Linked DNA regions of Mus musculus: all the other regions are linked to region 1. Evidence: chromatin contacts called from public HiChIP or PLAC-seq and promoter capture Hi-C data. All regions are on one chromosome and are shown on one strand. The core of a region is the stretch at or near the end of the contact, and the rest is flanking DNA. Distances in the headings are between cores, read along the strand shown. Region 1 holds the start of Abat (4-aminobutyrate aminotransferase). Region 2 holds the start of Usp7 (ubiquitin specific peptidase 7). Region 3 overlaps Pmm2 (phosphomannomutase 2).

Region 1 (3,521 bases), core at 732-3,231:
CTGTTACCTGGAACTCACTATGCAGAACATTCTGTCTCCAACTCTGCCTCTACCTCTCCAGTGCTGGGATTAAAAGTGTGTGCCACCACACCTGTAAGTTTTTTAAGGTGGAAATATCCAATTTCTCTCAAGAATGGCTGAGATGAGACTGAGGCAGCAGTACACAAAACTGCACAGTTCCTGGAAAGCCCACAGAAAGCGATAAGGCCAGAGCCATCTTGGGGGTCTGAAAAACAGGCGTTCCCATCCTTTTGCTTTAACTTGCTTTTCTTTACAAAGTATTCATTGTCCATTTGCTCTCTTTGGGCAAGCAATAAATGGATTATCAGCAGGCTTAGGTTTTAAGAAGAAAGTGCTAGATTTACAACACAGCCTCCAGAAAATTCCTTGGGTCAGGTGATAGGGATAACTTGGATAGCAACTGGCAGGACCTTCTGGGTTCCCAAGGGACCGAGGATCTAGGCTCTCACCTGCTCCTTAGTCTAGTCATTGTCTCTTTGGGGTTCAGTTAGGGATCGCAGTGGATTGCTTACTTGGAGTTGTTTCATTTGTTTGCTTATTTCTGGCCTATCTTGATCCCTTTATTTCTAGGTTTACAATCCATAATAACTATATATGAGGCTGCTTGGATTCCTGGACTCAACAGGGACCTCCAGGCTCTGTAAAAGTTGGCCAGATCATGACACAGTTGCCTGGGAAAATCCTAGAGGTGGTTAAATGTTTGCAACTTTGATTTTATCAATGAGTGATAACACCTTGTGTCCAAATAACGTTGGAAAGTTATAAGACCATTAAATATAAGCAAGCAAGTGAGCAACACACACTGCATCCCATCAAACTAAAATAAATCCTCCCTCCCTTTAAAAATAAACAAATAAATAAAAATAAAAAATGAAAAAGGAGCCAGGCATGGTGGTGCCTTTAACCTCAGCACTCTGGAGGCAGAGGCAGCCAGATCTCTGTGACCTGGAGGCTGGGGTGGTCTATATTGCAGGTTTCAGGATAGACAGGGCTATGAAGAGAGACCCTGTCTAACAAATAAACAAATAAATAAGTGAAATAAGAAAGACAAAAGGAGAAAGGGGGAGGAGATGGCTGAGCAACTAGGGCCACACACTGCTCTTGCAGGGGCCCTGAGTTCTATTCCCAACACCGCATTCTGCCAGCTCACAACCACCTGTATCCACAGCTCCAGGCAGTCCCAGGATTCCAATAGCCTCCTCCAGCATCCATACACATATACATAGACAGATAGACACGTGATTGAAATAAATTTTATTTTTAATGAAAGAAAAGGTGTGGGACTTGGTCACTCACATATTCGTTTTAACTGGTTTCCAGTGCATCTTCAATTTTCTGAACACATCTCTATTACATCTAAGATCTTGTTTCTACTCATAAAAGAGATAGAACCAATTCTGCCTTCCTTTACCATTAAGGAAATGGAGGAAGGGTTGGGAAAGAGACCTGTCCTGAGTCCTGACCTGACTCTCAGTTTAGCACTCTTATTGACCTGCTGTGCACCACTGATGCACCAGAAGGTGGCATGGAGGGCCAGTGCCGACAGGTGCTTTAGTTCTGTTTCAGGGCCCCGGATTCTCAGGTTCCAGAGACCAGATCCGAAGCACAGAGGTCGGGGTTGGGGTTCAGCTCCATTCATCAGCAATTCCCAGGATCTTAAAACAGTGATGTGGGGTGGGAGTACATTGAAGATTCGCCTTAGCCTGCAAAGTCCCTCCCTCCTGTAAGGAGAGGACTCCTAGCCCCCATCAGATTTGCTAGGGATCCTTCGGCTGCCTCTCCCCAAGTCCCTTGCTCCGGCCCTCGCGGCCCTCCTCGGAGACCCCCGGGCGCATCCTATCCACGGAGGTCGGACTCTGCCCCCGCCCCGCCTTCCCCCTCCCCCCGGGGGCGGTGGCCCATGGCGGGTGCTCTCATTGGCTGAGGCGCAAGCAAGGGCTAGAGGCAGTGGTGCTGATTGGCCAGGGTGGCTCGGCGAAGCTTGGGAGCCTGGTGAGTCGCTGGGGGAAGCGGAGCAGACGCCAGGCGCAGCCAGGAGCATCGGAAGGTGATCGCGCAAGTCCGGCCCGCGGATCGCAGCCTGTAGATCGCAGCCCGGGCCTGGAGGTAAGTGCGACGCGTCTGTACGCGCGTGGCTCGCCCTTCTGAAGGAAGCCAGAGAAGGACATCTTCCTCTAGAATCCGGGCCCTCCATCCAACCAGTACGCGGGATCCTGCTCCGAAAGGAAAGGGTCTCCCACCTCCCAGGCCCCAGAAAGCAAAACAGCTTCGTGTAACCTTCAGAAATGGGGCCGTCCGTCCTGCCCACTGGCTGGAGGGGGAAATCCCTCCCTCGTTTAGTCCTTGGAATAGAGTCCCCCCCCCCCCCCCAAGTGGAGTCCTGCCTCCGCTAATATCTAGACCCTTTCTCATCTCCTCCCTTTCCTAAAAATCTAAGTTAGGTTCTCTTGCTTCTCTCTCTCTCTCTCTCTCTCTCTCTCTCTGTCTCCTTGGAATGTTGAGGACACAGCTCGACAGAAGGGTCCTATCCCTCCCCAACTGTGAAAGTCCTGGAGAGTAAGACCCTCCTTTCAACAAGGACATCCCAGGCCAAATCACCTGCATGCCCATTCCAGAAACTAGGTGCTGGATTCTGGGGACAAATGACTTCTCTTCTATTCCTATGAAGTCTCTTCCCACCTATAGGAGAAGCCATAACCCCCTAAACAAGGCTTTTAGGGGCCTCCACTTCCCAGGCCTAGAGCCTCCAAACTCTAAGAGCACAGATGGCCTTGGCACTGCAGGACCAGCAGGCACCCCCTTCCACCCCCACCTCCAACACAAATGTAAAAGTCTGTTATTCAGTGTTACCCTACAGACGCAGGTCTCTCTCCGCCTGGACAAAGGGCTATCAACATAGAGAAGAGCTGTTGGCCCACTTCCAAGGGTCCCCTGTTCGTTTCTTGGGGCTGCCCCCATCAAGTCCCGTGGATATTGCCTGATGGAATTCCCTGGGCATTAGGCCAAGAGAAGGCTGCTGCTGGGCTTGTCCACTGGTCTAGGGACACTGTTGGCTTAGCTGTGTGCCTCCCTCACACTAGCCTGAGAAGGTCTGGTGGGGGCAGGTCAGGAGACAGGAAAAAATTGAATCTTGGCCTGTTCTCTGGATCTGGGATGTGGGTTGGGGAGAGAGATGTTTCCTGGAGGCCAAAGGACAGCTCTGGGAGGGACAATTAACCCTGCCTGCAATCCTACGATGTAAAAGAGCATCTACATTAAGACTGACCGTTCATTTGGTACCTGAACCAACTGAGGCACTGGCTCAGAGAGAAAGGAATGGCTCAAGGTCACCCAGCCAGTCACTGACAAAACCAGCGTAGCTCCTATAGGGTCACTGGGGCTCCCCAACACTAGCTCCAGTCTTCACATGTACAGTGGGCACATCTGGGCACCATGTCCACTCATCACAGGACGCAGCCACACTGAGAAAGGCAACGCAGAAGGAGCAGAATTTGTAGAAG
Region 2 (3,521 bases), core at 505-3,004, 220 kb after region 1:
AAGCCACAACACCCATTAAACACTAAAACTCAAATACTAACTTTGATAGAAAATGAAAGTTTCACGAGAAAACTCTGGGAAGCAAGCATGAAGCCCAGGATATCATGGGTAAAAAAACCTGTGAAGATCTTCCACCACCCTAATCTCGTCAAAACTTTGGACATAGACATTTTTCCAGATACAGTCTGTATCAGAAATATGCCCCCCCCCAGCGCTGTCCAATCTTATTCTCACAAAGCCCTAGAGGAGCAGTGAGGAAGACTTGAAAGGAAAACGGATGTTCACGTTCCGAGCAACTCTCCACTTTAGACGTGCATGAAATTATAGCATAAAAGGAGTACACTAATCTCCCAAAGGTGAGTTCCATCAGCTATTTGGTTTAATCGCACTTGCCAGACACTCTGAAATTACTGATTTGCTGAGGCCAAGAGAAACAGCCTAGTCCTTGGCATGAACTTCAGCTTCCCCCTTCCCCCGGCCCCCTAGGGCCTTTTTCCCTCTGCTGCATGGTCAGACAATTGTTTGATTCCCACTGATCACCATCAAGTTATTCACAGGGGGGGTCAAGAGTCAGTATTCCTAGCCTAGAGCATGCTACATCATACACAACAAATACAGTTTTACCCCAACTTCCTAGGAACCTTCATTCATTTATGAAAGCCACTATCACTTGCTGAACGGTCCATTCATTGCCCCTCACTGGGATTCCTGCCTGTCTGACCCCTTTAGGGCAGGTAACCGCGCATACTGCCTTCACTTAAAGTACCAAGTCAAAAGAAAAGAAAATGACCAACCCAGCATGAGATCCCGAAGCCAGAGTCCCTCCACTGCGCTTTCACAGCAAACCTTGATAGCGAAGCTCTACAAACAGTATAAAATCCAGTACCAAGATAAATTCCTGCGGCTCCGGTAGAAAACATAGTTACCTCCAGAACTTAATCTGCTTCTGCAGTAGGCCAGCCATGTGCGGCGGAACTCCATAGTTTCAAGCACACTTTTTAGCCGGACGTGGACGGCACCACCTACAGCCAGGTACCCAAACTCCTCCACAAGCCCAGGTAACTTATAAACTAGGCGAACCTGAGTACTTTCCCAGCAAGTCCAAAGGCTGAGGGCAGCTGCGCGCCTTGCAGGTGTCTCCGCAATTAAGCGCGACGCCCGGCAGAGCGCTCGGAAGTTATTGGGGGGAGGCTCTCCGGGGGCGCGTTCAGAAGCAGGTGCAGGGGAACCTGCGCACCCGCTCCCATACCCACCCCAAGAGCTCAGGGGCCGGGGAGCAGGCCCAACCAGCCTGGCCAGAGCCACACACCCCGGAAAGAGGACGGTCCCCGGGGCCCGCCTCCCAACCTGGGTACCCGGAGCCAACACACCTCGATCCTAATTTACGACTCCGGCGCTTTGTGCCCAGCAGCCCGTGCGCTGCACAATGCGTGAACTCGGGGGTCCGGGGCCACCCCCCGCCGGGCCGCATGACTGTGCAGCCCCGGCCCGGCAAAAGCGCCGGGCCGAGCGGGGCCGAGCGGCAGCCCGGCCTGGTTAAAGATGGCGAGGCCCTCGCGTGGCTCCCGCGGCCGCCCGGACCACAATGAAAGCGCCGGCCCCGCTGCGGGCCTCACCTTCCATCTCCATGTCCTCGGGCTCGCTCAGCTGCTGCTCGCCCGCTTTCTGCTGCTGCTGCTGCTGCTGTTGGTGGTTCATGTCGGCCGCGGCCTGGGCCTCGCCTGCGGCCGGAGGCCCGGGCTGCGGGCCCGGCGGGCGGGCGGCTGCTAGCAGAGGCGGCGGCGGCGGCGGCGGCGGGGCGGCCTCCTCCTCTTCCTACCCGCGCGTCGTCGGCGGCGGCGGCCCCGGGGCGGCCCGCGGCGGGCGGCGGCGGCGGCGGCGGCGGCAGGGAGACGCGCACGTACTTGCTCGCGATTCGCCCAATCTCGGCGCCGAGGCGGGCGGGCGGCGGCGGGCCGAGCCGGGCGGCCTCCTCGCTCGCTGCGGCCGCCGCTGCCGCCGCCGCCGCCGCCGCCGCAGGGCCCGCCTCCCGCCGCCGGGGCCGGGGCTGCGGGGCCGCGGGCCGGCCGGGGGCGGAGGGCGGCCGGGCGGGGGCCGCGTAGTCAGCCCCGCCTCGGACCGGGCGCGGAAGGCTGGAGGCCGGGCGGGCCGCGGCGAGCCTGCGGGCCCGGGTGTGGGCTGCGGCGGCGACCGCTGAGGCTGCGCGGGCGGGTGACCGGCTGGCCGCGCTCGGGGCGCTGAGGCCTCCGCCTCCTCGGCGTCGTCGTCGGGGCTCCGGCAGCGGACGCGGCGCCCGGCGGCTCGGCTCGGCTCAGCTCGCTCTCAAAATGGCGGCGGCGTGAAATGTCACATCCGCATGGGGGGCGAGAGCGGAGCGAACGAGACGAGGGCGGGCGGCGGGCGGAGCGGGAGGCGGAGCGGGAGGCGGAGCAGGGAGCGGCCCGCCCGCCGCCACCGAGGAGCACCCACCCCGCGCGCCGGCCGCCCGCCCGCCAGCCCTGCTGGAGCGGGGCGCCGGGGTCTCCTCTGTGAGGCAGCGGAGCGCAGCCCAGGGCCGCGGGGCTCCGGCTGAGGGTAGGGGTGCTCGCGGGAACTGGGCTGGACAAGGAGCCCAAGGCGCGGCGCCGTTTTACGGCCCGTAACCGGCCCCGGGATTCTCACCCGGGCAAATACGTGGGAAACTTAACTCTTTTGCACCCTAGATCCAATAAGGCAAAGTGTAGTCCTTCGGCTCTCACCTATCCCAGCATTCATTTATTTCCTCTCTAGGAGATCAGGTTGGCCACGATCGTCCACTGGGAAAGAGTCTCTCGGGTAGTCCAAGCTGGCCTGGAACTTTTCATGGTGCTTGATGGACACCTGATCCTCCTGCGTCTACCTTTCTAAGTTTTAGGAGTCAAATTTTTTTAAAAGCGAACTTTTCAATACAAGAAATTTGAAGAGGGAAAATCTGATTGATTTAAGGCCTAAGCGCCAACTGACTTGGGGGGGGGGGGGTAGCACATGCCTTTTTAATCCCAGAATTTGGGAGGCGGAGGCAGAGGCTGAGGCAGTAGGATCTCTTCGAATTGGAGGCATGGCCAAGCCAACCAGGACTCAAACAAATCAACAACAAAACAAGAACATCTTGGCCTGAACGCTTCCCATCAAGGAACTTCCTCCTACCAGGTCCCAAAGGCACCTGATTCACCAGAAACCTGCCCCTTCCTCCTTCCCAAGGTCACCCAGAGTTGGGTGCAGGGGGTTGGGATAGTCGTACTGCAAATACTATTGAACAACTTGCTTTCACAAAAAATTAATTAGTAATAATAAAAAAAGAGCCTTTTCTAGCACTTCATGACTTGCAAGGAAAATAACCAGCTAGTCCAGGAAAAAAAAAATGCAACAATTTGCTATCTTGCCTTAGGACACCAGTCAACCCAACTTCCCTTGCTGAAGTTCAAAACCTAAACAGAGGCCAGCAAAATGGCAGAGTGGGCAAAGGTGCTGTCACCAAGTCCTATGACCTGAATTCCAGCAAG
Region 3 (3,521 bases), core at 444-2,943, 140 kb after region 1:
CTTTCTCATCTCTCTTTCTCTGTCTCTCCTCTTCTCTCTCTCTCTTTCACTCTCTCACACATGCACACACACAGCTTGTTCTCTTTTGTATTCTGGTTTATAGCTGAGCTATGTCAGTTTAAAGCCATTCCCCTGCTCTAAAGAGGCAGGGTTGATCACATGGGGGGGAGGAGGTCTGCAAAAGTGAAAGAATGTGCAGCCAGCTGCAGCTCTCGCTCTGCATGTGGTTCTCAGGAGAGGGGTGCTCCGGGCACAGCCTCACAGTGGGCAGTCACTGCCTGCGCTGATTCAACCAGGACATTTTGCTGTTCATAGAATCCAAGGTTTAGGGCAAGTTTAGGGCAGTAACTCTTACTCTTTCCAGTTTTGAAAGGAGTAAGAGGGATTGGTTTGCTGACTGACGCTCAGATGGTAAGGGCCGAGGCGGGATATGAAGTCAGTCCCTGTGTGTTTTGCAGTGGATGCTTCCAAGTGCCTGCTGTGTGCTTTCTACAGAGGTCCTGTGCTTACAGACGCCCATCCCACTTGAGACTTCCTCTGAGACTCCTGTGCAGATCTCTCTACCTGCTGCTGGACTCACTCAGACTGCTGCCTACTTTGTAGTCCCCACCCTGCCTTCTTTCTTCCTGTCTGCTCGGATACTGTTACTGGGCCATTGCAGTGTCATGACAGTGGCCTGTGTCTGTAATCCCAGCCCTAGGGAGGCTAAAGCAGAGCTCTTAAATTTGAGACTAGCCTGGTTATGAAGCCTAACTTCCTCAAGATGCTGATGCTGGTGCTCATGATGATGGTAGAATAAGCTCAGAGCCGGGGAGATGGTTTATGGTCACTGGAGAGGCAGAGACGAGTAGATCTAGGACTCTCTAGCCAGGTAATCTAGCTGGCTCAGTGAAAGACCTGTCTCAAGAAGATGGAGACAACTGAGAAAGACACGCAGTCAACCTCCGCCTATGCATGCATAAACACACATACCACACAATTGAATAACTCAATTCACTTCCCTCTCTTACTGGCCACACTTCAAGTGCTCAGTTGTCCTATGTGGCCAGTGGCAGTGGGCAGACTGAGCAGCCATGTTCATTGTCACAGGGCATAAGCAGCCCCACTCTAGGCTGCCTACCCACCAACGCTCCTGTGACTTGCAGAAGAAGTGTGGGCACAAAGACAAATTGATAGCTGTGAGATACTGTCATTTACTGTCTTTTCACAAGAAAAAACGAGCCTTAGACAGATCTTCACAAAGGCAGCCTGATGACGATCGTGAGCATAATTACCTTTTCTGAGCTCGATTGCAGTTCACAAGAAGGTTAGACAACTTGCTCATTGCTGCTAAAATGTCAGCCTTGGAAACCAAGGGAAGATTAAGTGCAGAAACCTCTCTAAGATGGGAGCGTCAGGGTTGCAGTAGCCATAGAGCAAGACAAGGCCTAGCCCACTGCTTCTGTTGTTTCTCTGCAGGGTGGCAATGACCATGAGATCTTCACAGACCCCAGAACTGTGGGCTACACAGTGACGGCCCCCGAAGACACACGCAGGATCTGTGAGGGGCTCTTCCCTTGACCCGAGGAGTGCCGGACTGACCAACAACACTGAAAGGTCACTCAGGGGCAGGGGTCACTTAGTGCCAGAGGTCAGCTTGCTGTGCTTGCCAATGAGCCACACCTTCATGCAGTACCAGCAGCAGCCCCAAGGGAGAGAGTTTATCAGAGATGGCTGTGGCTGGGTGTGGTGGCTGGGTGTGGTGGCTCGTGTGTAATCTGTGCTCAGGAAGCTGAGGCAGAATGAGACCATGTCTCAAACAAAACAAAAAGATTGGTGGCTCTGGGTTGGGGACGCTTGCCTCGCATGGGTCCCAGCCTACGACTCAGGGACCTCAGAGACAGAAGTAACTCCTACCTGATGTTTCTCCCCACCCATGGTGTAAGAGCGAGCTGAGAGGATACATGCTGCTCTGTGAAAGTTTCTTACCATATGATAGAGGGAAAAACAAGAATATACCTGGGTCCCTTATGCTTTGGGGAATTTAAAGTGTGGGTTCTGGTGGGTGGGGGGGTTTCTTTTTCTTTTCCTTTTTTTTTTAAAGATTTATTTATTTATTTTATGTATGTGAGTACACTGTAGCTGACTTCAGACACACCAGAAGAGGGCACCAGATCCCATTACAGATACCATCTGTGAGCCACCATGTGGTTGCTGGGAATTGAACTCAGGACCTCTGGAAGAACAGAGGGTGCTTTTAACCACTGAGCCATCTCTCCAGCCCAGGATTCTATTTTGAAACATGGTCTCACTGTGTAGCTGTGGCTGCCCCAGACCCTGCTGTGTGGACCCATTGGACGACCTTGAGCTCAGGGTCTTCCTGCCTCTGCCTTACAAATGCAGATTACATGCACCCACACCTGCTAAGGTCTAATGAAAACCTGCAACCATCAGTGCTCACACCCATATCTTACCACCAAACAGGGGCATCTGATGATGAAAGAGAGCAGCCACCCAGAGTTACCCACCTGGGATAGAACTGAAGACTTCTGTGACATGCTCCGTCTGCAACCTGTGGTGGAGGCTGAGGCAGGAAGGAACACCACTATTCTGTCAAAGGGTTAATGTTTCTGTTTTCAAGCCAGCTTCCCCTCTGTGAGCCACAGACGACAGTGTGGCCTGCTGCCTGACAGATAGCTGACCAAGTGACAACTGATCCCACAGTTTACACTTGCACTGGCCTGGCTGGCCATCTCTATTTGCTATATCTTAAAGCCAGACTGCTTTCCTGTCACCGCAGGAGGGGAGGACAGAGGACCCAGCAAAGCAGCACCTCACTGCAGTCCTCTTTAACCCCCAGGCTGACCAACCTAGGTAGCAGACGCAGTACCTAAGGCCACAGCAGCAGGGGTGCTCTCCAGCCTCTTCTTGGAGAGTGCACGTGTGTCCTCCAGAAGCTCGGGGACAGCCTTCCAAGAACACTTCCCAGGCAGCTTCCCAGTGCCCAACCACCATATGTCTCCACTGCCCTACCCTTGGCTGCCCCTACTCTGTCCACACCCACAGCAGAATGCCAGGTCCTCACCCTGTGGCATCCTTGGGTTTTATGGCAGTGCTGTGAAGCCCACTGAAGGGACAGCACCATACCTCACTTCTCAGTCTGGTCACTTTAACCCTCAGTGTCAAAAGGGTGTCTACCCCAGGTTGGCAGAGAACTTGGCTTCTGAGAGCTGCTTTCCCCACTTGGCTCCAGTAATGCTGGAGCCCCTAGCTGTCCTGGCTGTAGCAGTTCCAAGCCAGCCCAGATGCTGTGTTCTACCTGCAGGTCCAGTGTCTCCCACTGTGCCAGGTGGACTCCAGGCCTTGCCAGTTCCTACAGTGGCTATCACAGAACCCCCCTGCCCCACTGTCTTCATTCAACTCTCCCACCTAATAAAGGGCCTCTGCTCTCCAGGCAGTACATGATTGTGGCCGAATCATACATGTATGATCTTGCTGATGGGGCAGTGTGGCTGCCCAGGTCCAAGGACTTGTGCTAAACA

What was found. HiChIP or PLAC-seq counts read pairs in DNA pulled down with a chosen protein or histone mark. Capture Hi-C pulls out chosen DNA fragments and counts their contacts.
Region 2: a contact with region 1 is called in a promoter capture Hi-C map of adipose tissue. The contact joins the promoter of Usp7 here to the promoter of Abat in region 1. A contact is called at or near these places in 4 of 39 promoter capture datasets (cranial neural crest, hematopoietic stem and progenitor cells, liver and 1 more), 2 of 484 Hi-C or Micro-C datasets (the G1E-ER4 cell line and uterus) and 2 of 9 other capture datasets (adipose tissue and liver).
Region 3: a contact with region 1 is called in an H3K4me3 HiChIP or PLAC-seq map of embryonic stem cells, with 6 times the contacts expected there. The contact joins the enhancer-like site here to the promoter of Abat in region 1. A contact is called at or near these places in 22 of 39 promoter capture datasets (the 3T3-L1 cell line, 3T3-L1-derived adipocytes, the C10 cell line and 14 more), 4 of 484 Hi-C or Micro-C datasets (the G1E-ER4 cell line, embryonic retina, nephron progenitors and 1 more), 18 of 115 datasets of contacts at active chromatin or transcription factors (craniofacial prominence, embryonic basal ganglia, embryonic forebrain and 13 more) and 4 of 9 other capture datasets (adipose tissue, embryonic stem cells, liver and 1 more).

What each region holds. Positions count from the first base shown.
Region 1 is chr16:8,511,448-8,514,968 of GRCm38.p6, forward strand. It overlaps Abat (4-aminobutyrate aminotransferase), which reads left to right and starts at 1,982. Exons shown (of 16, transcript NM_172961.3): 1 at 1,982-2,127.
Region 2 is chr16:8,736,588-8,740,108 of GRCm38.p6, forward strand. It overlaps Usp7 (ubiquitin specific peptidase 7), which reads right to left and starts at 1,755. Exons shown (of 31, transcript NM_001003918.2): 1 at 1,617-1,755. The coding sequence starts at 1,698.
Region 3 is chr16:8,654,093-8,657,613 of GRCm38.p6, forward strand. Pmm2 (phosphomannomutase 2) reads left to right here. Exons shown (of 9, transcript NM_016881.3): 8 at 1,459-1,596; 9 at 2,464-3,516. The coding sequence ends at 1,560. Among named protein-coding and RNA genes, the nearest start is that of Carhsp1, 16 kb to the right of the region's middle. Within about 2 kb of position 1,694, at least 34 of the 459 cell types and tissues checked have an H3K27ac peak or open chromatin away from gene starts, as enhancers often do. A contact at or near this core is called in embryonic stem cells and stem cell-derived anterior neural progenitor cells, where this site is marked.